Linked DNA regions of Mus musculus: region 1 is linked to region 2. Evidence: chromatin contacts called from public HiChIP or PLAC-seq data. All regions are on one chromosome and are shown on one strand. The core of a region is the stretch at or near the end of the contact, and the rest is flanking DNA. Distances in the headings are between cores, read along the strand shown.

Region 1 (4,904 bases), core at 1,461-3,960, 270 kb before region 2:
AAAAGAAAAAAGAAAACAGAAGCCCAATTCATAAGCTATACAATCAGCAAAATTTTCTCCCTTGTTGTTTTAAATAAACTTTTAAAACCCTAGAAATACAATAAAAGCCACCTACAAAGATTACTCAGCCCCAAAGTCTATACATCTCAGAGGACTTCTACAAAGTTAGAATTCTGAAGCTGTGGAGCTTCCCACTGGACTCTGCACTTAAACAATTTAATAAATGTTTACACACTCATCCTCCAAGAAAACGAAAGAATGCAGACAGAGCTTTCTCTCCTCTTTCCTACCTGTGCCTGTAGCCTGCATTCAGTCCTTCCTCTCCCCTAATGCCTGCCCTTTCTTGTTCTCACCTCTGCTTAAGTACTCTAGACACACAATAGTGTTTTTATGACTTATTCTGAGATAAAGTTTTATTATAGCCGTCAAAGAACAGCAGCAGATACAGAAAGAGTGTAGGATAAATGCAAATCTTTTAAGTAAGAAAGTGTTGGTATCTAAATTCCAAACCAAAACAGCTCAAACTTTATTGTACGTCCACTGTGTCCAGGGCATTTGTTCACCTGCTGGACTGAGTTACTGAGCCTGGGTAAGTCTAACACCCTGATCTTCTAGTAAGCCCCCAGGTGCCCCATCTTTTGACACTGTGAGGAAAAAGACTAAACTCTCTCCCAGATGCCTCCCACCAAAGGCAAGTCAAAAATTAAAGAAAAATGGCAACGTGTTTTGTTTGGCCTTTCTTTTTGCAGAACCCAGGGCCTTGCACTTGCCAGGCGATGCTCTACCACTGAGCTACAGCCTCGCCTTTAGTTTTTCAGCAGGTTCTCACCAGGTGGTTTGGACTGATCTTGAACTCACTACCCTCCTAGACATCTCCTCAGGGCTGAGATTACAGGCCTGGCCCCTGACAATAGGAAAGTTGGTTTCTGATAGGGATCATTTTGGAATGCCTTCCCCAAATAACCCTTTGATATCTGGAAGGCCGAGTCTTCATGTTTCTCAGATCTTATTGATGCAATAATCTCTCCTAAAGGGAAATGTTCCATAATATTTACGATTGCAAAAAATAATTTTCCATGAGCCTGTCCCTACCATTTTCTGGACAAGAGACAAGTGAAAAGCCAGAAAGCAAAACTAAAGAAGCCAGCCGTGCTCTGTAAGAGGGTGAGCATGCGGTGAACCTACCATGAAGACTGGGTGCTACTGCCTAGTTTTATGTCAACTTGACCCAAGCTAGAGTCATACAGAAATAGAAAATCTCAAATGAGGGCTGGAGAGTTGGTTCAGTCATTAAGAGCACTGACTGGTCTTCTAGAGGTCCTGAGTTCAATTCCCAGCAACCACATGGTGGCTCACAACCATCTGTAATGGGATCTGATGCCCTCTGCTGGTGTGTCTGAAGACAGGTACAGTGTACTCATATACAAAAAATAAATAATTCCTTTTTAAAAAGAATTTTTAAAAAAATAAGAAAATTTCAACTGAGAAAAAATGACACACATACACACTAGACTGGCCTGTGGGCAAGCCTGTGGCAGGACCTCTGATTGATGTAGGAGGGCCCAGCTCACTATTACTATGCTATTAGCAAACAGGCCGAGCAAGCCATGAACAGCAAAGCAATGAGCAGCACCCTCCAGGGGCACTGCATTAGCCCCTGGCCTGGCCTCCCTGGATCATGGCCTACAAGCTATACACTGAAATAAACCCTTTCCTCCTAAGTTGCTTTTGATCAGTGTTTCAATAGAGCAATAGAAACCTAACTAAGACAGACTGATCAAGCTGTTCCATCTCACATTTCCTGTTCAGAATCTTCAGAAAGTTCTAAGCATTACCCAAAACTACACTATTGGGGCAATATGCTGGGAAACCCAACTGCCTGGACACCCCACGAATGACTTGGGGGAAGCTCTATACATCTGGCTTTTCCTTTGTGCACACACATTCTCCAAGTCGTCTGTAACCTCTATTCTCCCAGTTTCCCAGCTGTCAAGAAGAAACCCCTCCTAGGCTATGGGAATTGGGGGCAGATGTGTGTGGAGCCAAAGGAGCAAGCAGCTGTGTTCCCTGCTTCCAGAGAGGAGTCTCGGAAGCTAAGTCCAAAAACCATCTCCCTTGGTTTGGGAGAGCACTGAATTGATGTATAAACTGACATCTACTAACTTTTATAGACCCAATATGTAAATCAATTGTCACTAAGAGAAACAAAAAGGGATCCATTTTAAAAGTAGTTAATCATCCCTTTTGGCAAAGGAGACTCTCAAGTGGTCTCCGAAGAGATTCATTATAGAATAGAATTGTGTGTCTGCAAATTTAATTACAGAGGATGAAATGTGAAATTAATCCAGGCCTCCCGAACAGACTCCCAGAGCGCTAGTACGTTCGTCCGCTGGGTCCGGGTTCGTCCCACCGTGCTCGGACGGACAAGAGTCCGTGAACAGGAGCCCGCCCCGCGGAGCAGAGTTAAGGCCTCACCTCCGGTACTCCAAGTACTCGTCCACTGCCTCCGCACCACCAGGAGGCAACGTCAGCCGCTCCATGGCCGCGGGAAGCGAAAGGAGCCCTTGCCTCGAGCTCTTGAGTCCGCCCTGCAGCTGCCAGGCAGGATCCACCAGACCTGCGCGAGTAACAAACAGCCTTGCCGCCAGAAACTGCCCGGTCCCGCCCCCTTAGCCCCGCCCCGTCCTGGGCCCCGCCCCTCTGTTTCACCCGCTTAGTCCCGCCCTTGTCCCCCTCAGCTCCCGTCCTCTCCCCGCAGCTCCTCCCCAATCAATCTTCCCCCTCCTCTGGGCTCCGCCCCACTTAGCTCCGCCCTCATCCTTACCTCTCCCCAGCTCCCGCTCTACCCTAGCATCCGGCCTGTCCTAGCGCCCCTCTTCTTCCTTGTGCCACGCCCCTTGGCCAAGCCCCGCTTTGCCCCGCCCCTCTTGCTGCTCCAGGCCAAACGTCTCCACCAACCCTCGTGATTGCTTCCGTGGCCCACAGTCTACCTGGCGATCCTCTAAGGGTCCTTGAGCTTAATTTAGCTTGAGCTTCGCCACCCTACCGCTACCTGAGCCCTACAAATTGGCTTCTCCTGCATAGCCCAAGGCTGCAAAACAGATGCTGTTTGCCCACTTCAAACTTCGTGCTCTTCACTGCTTCATTCCCAGAGTCTCCTTAAGAATAAGTGCAGTGCCAGGATACAATGGGTTCTCAAAACAGGGTTTATATACCTCTTCCCATTTAATCAATCTCTCGAAATGTACGTAGTCTTGGAGAATTGGCCACTTGGAGCGGTAGCTAAGAGTGCTTGCTGTGCGATCATAAGTACCAGAGTTCAGATCCCAGCACCCACATAAAGAACCAGGCATCTCAGACTCTTAATACCCCAGTTTCAAGGTAGGTGGAGACAGAAAAATCAATGAGGTTTGCTGGCTTTCAGCCTAGACAAGAAAATCCCAACCCTGGGTTCAGGGAGAGACTACATGAAAGGATTAAATGGAGCATGATAGAGGAAGACACCCAACCCTTTCCTCTTGCCCACTGGCCTCAGAGCTTGTTTACACTGCTGCACGCACCCATTCACAATCACACACTTCGAATCAGTACATCTCTGAAGTGTGGGGGAGGGGTGTCAACGTCCATGTTTTCAGTATTACGGTTGAGGCTGAGAACTGAGCATAGAAGCTTAGTTGGACAGCATGAGTTTAGCATACTGAGACCCTGGGTTCAAGTCTCGATGCCACTGGAAAATAATAAAATATAAAACCAGCAATCCTGAGTACCAGTGCAAGTGACAAGGAAAAAAAAATGTTCTCCAAAGAAAATAACAGGTTAAGGAAGAACAAGCAGAAACAATTCAGCCAAGTTCTTGCCTTCCGGGTAGGAGCACAAAGCCTTTGAGCTGCTAGGTAAGCTCTGTACTGCCAAACTATACACCTGACTCCAAGATAAGTCTGTTTCAACATTTAAAAAGAATCTCCACGCATTTTATATAAAAATGGAATTATCATCCGTTAGTAATTTAGCTATAAGTTGTTCTGGCAAGCTGAAAAGGAGTAAGAAATTAACCGTTACTCAGGAGAAAAGAATTCTCAAACATTGTAGCTCTCTATGGACCAAATTTCTCATCCTTTAATCTTCTTGTTTAACAGATAATTGGATTTTTAGAGATTCAAGGTTCACAGCAACTCGAATGCAGCAGGTCAGCTGTGGCTGTTTTCCAACAGTGTGTTTCTACTTCAGGGCTCTGCCAACTGAGCCGTATCCCTGGCCTGGTCAGGGTGGGATGGTTTTGAGAGGTCTCACCCGCTATATGATCCTGGCTAATTTAGAACTCACCATGCGGTCAAGTCTGTTTTCACACTTGGGCTTCTCCTGCCTCTGCTTCCAAATGCCTGGATAAGTAAGGGATGTTCTTAGTGTTAAACTTCTTAAAGTTCTTATTGTTATTAGCCCGTCATTCAAAATCCTTTTTAAAAGTGTTTTAATTAGCATACAAAGTGTTGAATTTCCATAAGTCTTTCCATATGTGAGTAGTTTCTGCTAACTCACCCCTGCCCCTGCCCTCACCCCTTAGCTCCCAGTATTGCCCTCTTCTGTCAAATTGCATGTGCTCTACTCTTCCCTCCCCACACTGAGGCCTCTTTCCCTCCCCTCTTGTGGGACCTTTCTGGCTTACTGACCTCTATAGACACTCCATTTTAGGTACATAAGTACAAAGTTTGAAACTCAGATCCACGTTGAGAAAAAAGATGTGGCATTTGTCTTTCGGGGCCTGGGTTCCCTCACTTCGTACAATATTTTGCTGTTCATATTACCTGAAAGTTTTGTTTTTCTTTCCAGCTGAATAAAACCCCATTATGTATGCACACCACATTTCCATTATCCATGCAACAGTTGGTGTATTTTGACCCTAGTTC
Region 2 (5,097 bases), core at 382-2,881:
TCTGCTTTTATTATAAATGCATATTGCTTGTTAAGAGGAGTTTGTGTGTGTGTGCACATATGTGTGAGTGTGCATGTATTTGTAGGGTGCACTGCATCAATGTGCACGTGGAGATCAGGGATCGGTTTTGTGCATCATCCTCTTGATCTCTGCCCTATTTTTTTCTATTGTATGTTTCTGTGTGTTCATGAGTCTATATGGTATGTGTTTGTGTTTCTTTATATGGTGTATGTGTACATGTAGGCATGCACATGTGTATGGATGTACATGCACTACAGCTCAGGTGTGGAAGTCAGAGTTGGGGGTGCAGTCTTAGACTTCATTCTTGTCCGAGGCAGCTGCCTGCCTCGCCTCGGATCCTCATGCTTATGTGACAAGTACTTTGGGCCACTGAGCCATCTCTGTAGCCCTCCACCTTATTTTTTGGAGTAAATTGGAATAAAGTTTTTTTCACTGAATCTGGTCTCATTGGTCTGGCTCAGCTGTCAGCCAGTAAGCTCCAGGGAGTCCCCTGTGTAGATGATGCTCAGATGTATAGGTGCATGCTGCTGTGCCTGGTTTCTCATAAGTGCTGGCTTCCAAACTCAGGCTTTCATTTATTGACTAACACATCTCCCTAGCCCTGAGAAGTAGATTTTGATGTGTAAACCACCCCCCACCCCCACCCCCACGACTTTTTATGGACTTTTAGAATTGTCTGTCTTCTTTATGTAGATTTATTTACTTCTGCTGTGTGAGAGGAATGGGCTGTCTGTGGATAAACTTCTTGCCCCTGTTCCATTCCAGATCTCTACTCACTCATCCTTCCAAAGTATTCTCTCTCCCAGAACCTGTGAGGTTGATTTCTCCAACCAGCCAAAGTGATGTATCTTTCAAAAGATTTCAGAGAGTCTCTAGTTCTTGCCTGGAACCTAGTTCACTCAGTACTTAATTGGCAAGACCCTCGTTTATAAATGACAGGAAATGCTCCTTTCAGAAATGCCCAAACAGTAGGGAAGTGAGAGTTGCCAGCCAGAGTACTAGCCAAGAGCTGGAGCTGGCAACGTGCATGCTCGGTGTCTTCGCTGGCCATGTTGGCAGCTTGCAGTTGGGTTGGCAGGAATCAACCTGTGGGCTCTTGTCTTCATAAACCTGGTAGCTTCTTTACACTCTTCTCTGAAGGCTCCAAGATAGTAGTTTGGCCTTGAGGTGGAAAGTACAGGGGCAAGAAAGATGAGTGAGCATTCTTTGTAGGTCACCAGAGGCACTCTAAGAACCAGACCAAGTTCCTGTCTCCTTCTAAAGCCAGGTAGGATCTCGTAGTCCTTAAGATTTTTCACTGTGGGTGCAGTAAACATTTCTAGGCAAGTAAACCACTGCATCATACTTGGTTATGGGGGAAAACTTCCTTTTTCTTTCTTTCTTAAGCTTTAGTATTCTGTTGAGGTCATAGAGTTGAGTAAACTTCATTTTAGTTCCAGACCCAAATCTAGTTAAAAACAACTCCTCCCTCCCCCAAGTACCTATCTTAGAGGCCAAAGGAAAACAATGGCACCCTGCCAGGTTCCTGGTGGCTGATCTCTTGGCTGCCAGGCACGTCTCCATGCCTTTGTGATGCCCGAGTTTGTGTTGCCTGCAGAGTAAATACACTTAACCTCACTGTTTGCTGCTGCGTGTATCTTCTCGATAGCGGGTGATTAGGAATTATTCACTGGCAGACTTCACCAGTTACGCAAATGCTCAGCCTCACAGCTCTGCTCTCGTTATTTCAAGACACAGAGCAGCGCTTGCCAAGAGTCCGAAGGAAGCTTTGCCACAGGCATCTGGCAGCAATCCACTGGGAAGTAGCTTGCGTCCCGTGGCTGTCTTTCATCCTCAAAGAGTCTATGCAGGAATGGGTTTCCTGTGTGTCCAGGGCAGTGAACCCAAGGAGTGAGTGTGTCAGAGAGTGTGTGTAGGAACAGGTCTCCTGTGTATTCAGGGCGGAGAACTTGTACCCAAGGAGTGAGTGTGTCAGCAAGTGTGTGTAGGAACGGGTCTCATGTGTGTTCAGGGCGGAGAACTTGTACCCAAGGAGTGAGTGTGTCAAAAGGACGATGTTGAGGGGCTTTTCTTCTGTCTGCTTAGGTCTGTCCATCAAGACGAAATGGTGTGCTTATCTGGGGTAGATCCTGAAAACAGCTTCTCAATGCTGGATTCCGTGTGAGAACACACTGTACAGACAGTCAAGTGGATAGATGTTTCCACGAGCTGCCTGTGCCTCAGAGGAAAATTCCCTTGTGAAATAATTTATGGCCAGTGAGATGGCTGGGGGAACAGAACTGAAGCCAGGGGAGATGGGTGATATTCAGAAACGCCCTCTTCCAGCTTCAGATGGCCGATGAGTCACTGAAGACATGTTGCCAATAGCGCACATGACTTACTGTTTGTCTGGGGCACCATCTCCTGTATGAAAAGCACAGTTACTTCAGATTTGGATTGCTCTATTGGGCAGGCCCTCGTGCCTTCAGAGCAGCAGCTTCTGTCACGCTCAGGCCAGCAGAGACTCCTCACATTGCACTTTGTTGCTGTTGTGATATTGTACTCTGGTCATTTCAGCTGTTCCTTTCCCAGAGCTAATTCAAGAGACAGTTCTGAAATTCTCACCAAGTCATTCATGTTTAAAATTCAGCCACACCATACCCTGCTTCTTTCTTCTTTGAGACAGGGTTTCTCTATGAAGCCCTGGCTCTGCTGGAACTAGCTCTGTATACTAGGTTGTCCTTGAATTCAGAGATCCAATGCCCCATCTTTAAATTTCTTACTGTAAATAGCTCCTTCCATCTCTAGAGATGTGAACCTATAACATCTTCTTTAAAGCACAAATTTGTTTTATTGCTTATTGGTGATTTACCTTTTTCCCACCATTGTATTTTTATTTCAGAATTGTTGGTGGTGTCTATGTGTATGGGTGGTTTGCTTGCATGTATGTCTGTGCAGCACATATGCACAGTGCTTACAGAGGTCAAAAGAAGAGGGTGGATCTCTTGGAACTGGTGTGGGTGCTAGGAGTTGAATCTGAGTTCTCTGGAAGGGCAGCCAGTGCTCTTTAACAGCTGAGATATGACTCCAGCCCCCACTATATATGTTTTTCAAAAACAAACTTCTTACATGTAGCAGGTTCCAGAACAATAATTTATCCTAACTATAGGTGACAAAAATGTTTAAATAGGAATAGAAATAGGTCCAATTATCTCAGCCACAAGGAGCAGGTTCCTTAAGCCTGAGCTTCCTTCTCCATCTCAGTTGCTTGCACTCTTTTCTGACATCTTCATGGCCCAACATGACACCTGTGCCCCCCCCCCCACCCCCGACTCTTTGGTGTCTGTCTTAGGGTTTTATTGCTGCGAAGAGACATCATGACCTCTTGTAAAGGACATTTAATTGGGGCTGTCTTACAGTTTCAGAGGTTTAGTCCATTATAATGGTGGAAAGCATGGCAGCATGCAGGCAGGCATGGTGTTGGACAGGTAGCTGAGAGCTCTACATCGGGATTGGCAGGCATCAAGAAAAGAGAGCCACTGGGCCTGGCTTGGGCTTGAGCTTCTGAAACCCCACAGCCCATCTCCTAGTGACACACTTCCTCCAACAAGGCCACACCTCCCAGTAGTGCCCACCCCTTATGGGGGCCATTTTCATTCCACCCCCACCGGTGCTAACGTTAAGCCTTCCTGGAGCAGGCTTCCTGTTGTCAGAAGGCGACTAGAGAAGAAGCTGGGGGAGCAGCGGTGTTGCTCCATTAGAACGCGCTCCATTGCTGGCACTGCACCTTGGCATGGCCTTGTGAGGAATTTGGTCACCGAGCTGTCTCTGAGTGACCACTGTGTGACATGAGCCTGGAGAAGGCACACGTGACCAGTGTGAAGCAGGGAAGCACGAGTCCATCTGTCCACAACCTTTCAGGACTTAGCTTTCTGATTTCTGAGTTCGAGGCCACCCTGGTCTACAGAGTGAGTTCCAGGACAGCCAGGGCTATACAGAGAAACCCTGTCTCAGAAAAAACAAACAAAAAAGGACTTAGCTTTCAAAATGGTTTCTGGCTATTTGTGGATAAGATGCCAAGGGAGTGCAAAGAAGTGTGCGGGAGGGAAGTGTCTTACAGTGTTTTGTTACTAAAGTAAATGGGTTTCCCTTTTAATTCTGTCTTATGTGTGCCAAGTATAGAATGGTGTGTTCTCTCCGTATGTAGGAGCTGTTGTTTAGGAATTAAAAGCCTAGATCAGTAGAAGAGCCTTGCAAGCACAAGTGTTCATCCTTGACTGGGGGGGGGGGGAGGGGGGGAGGGGAGGCGAGGGAGAAGGAAGGAGAGAAAGAAGGGGGCGGCTAAGCTCTGGACATCCGTATCCTTTACTGCTGTCTACTTTGTGATGTGTAGTCTGAAGCCACCTTGGTGTGTAGTCTACATGTTTTAAATATTAAAAAAAGAAGGCAAAGGATAAGTCAATGAGGTTTTGAGACTTAGGAAAACTTGTGTAGCAAAGGTGAGGTTTTAATGACGGGTCCTTTTAGGACCAACTTTGGCTTGCTAGGTAAGCTCCGACTACTTCTGTACGGTTCTCCATGACCTGCCGAGCACTCCTACTGTATGAGAGTGCCTGTGCCCGAGGGGAAGGTGCCGGGGATTTATCTGGCAGCAAAGAAGCACTCATGTCCTGGCTTTCTTTTCTTACAGCAATCAGAGACGGAGACTGTGCATCTGTTTATTCCCGCCCTGTCCGTTGGCGCCATCATTGGCAAGCAGGGCCAACACATCAAACAGCTTTCTCGCTTTGCGGGAGCTTCGATTAAGGTACTGTTGTGCACACTGTGGCTCTCCTGGTTATACAAGAAAGTGAAAGTGGTGGGCTGAATCAGGACTATGACAGGAACCCTACAGCAGTGGCTTCATTGTGCTTAGTTAACATCTCTCTCAGACAAATTGGTCTGTGGAGAAGCCAACTGGACCACATCTTGGCACCTCTGAGATCTGACTTACAACTTCCTTCTAGCTCATCTCCACTTTCCGAGCTCTTAAGAGTCACGTCTGCTGGGCGGTGGTGTGCTTTAATCCTAGCACTCAGGAGGCAGATCTCTGAGTTT

The links. HiChIP or PLAC-seq counts read pairs in DNA pulled down with a chosen protein or histone mark.
Region 1: an HNF4G HiChIP or PLAC-seq map of pancreatic cancer cells shows a contact between it and region 2. The contact joins the promoter of Fam221a here to the enhancer-like site in region 2. A contact is called at or near these places in 5 of 39 promoter capture datasets (the 3T3-L1 cell line, embryonic stem cells, liver and 2 more), 1 of 484 Hi-C or Micro-C datasets (uterus), 6 of 115 datasets of contacts at active chromatin or transcription factors (embryonic stem cells, pancreatic cancer cells and stem cell-derived neural progenitor cells) and 3 of 9 other capture datasets (adipose tissue, liver and pancreatic islet).

The regions. Positions count from the first base shown.
Region 1 is chr6:49,365,545-49,370,448 of GRCm38.p6, reverse strand. Fam221a (family with sequence similarity 221, member A) reads right to left here and starts at 2,710. Exons shown (of 7, transcript NM_172727.3): 1 at 2,476-2,710. The coding sequence starts at 2,540.
Region 2 is chr6:49,093,850-49,098,946 of GRCm38.p6, reverse strand. It overlaps Igf2bp3 (insulin-like growth factor 2 mRNA binding protein 3), which reads left to right. Exons shown (of 15, transcript NM_023670.3): 11 at 4,691-4,807. It also overlaps a transcript of Malsu1 not described here. Among named protein-coding and RNA genes, the nearest start is that of Malsu1, 23 kb to the right of the region's middle. Within about 2 kb of position 1,631, at least 177 of the 459 cell types and tissues checked have an H3K27ac peak or open chromatin away from gene starts, as enhancers often do. A contact at or near this core is called in adipose tissue, pancreatic cancer cells, pancreatic islet and 2 more, where this site is marked.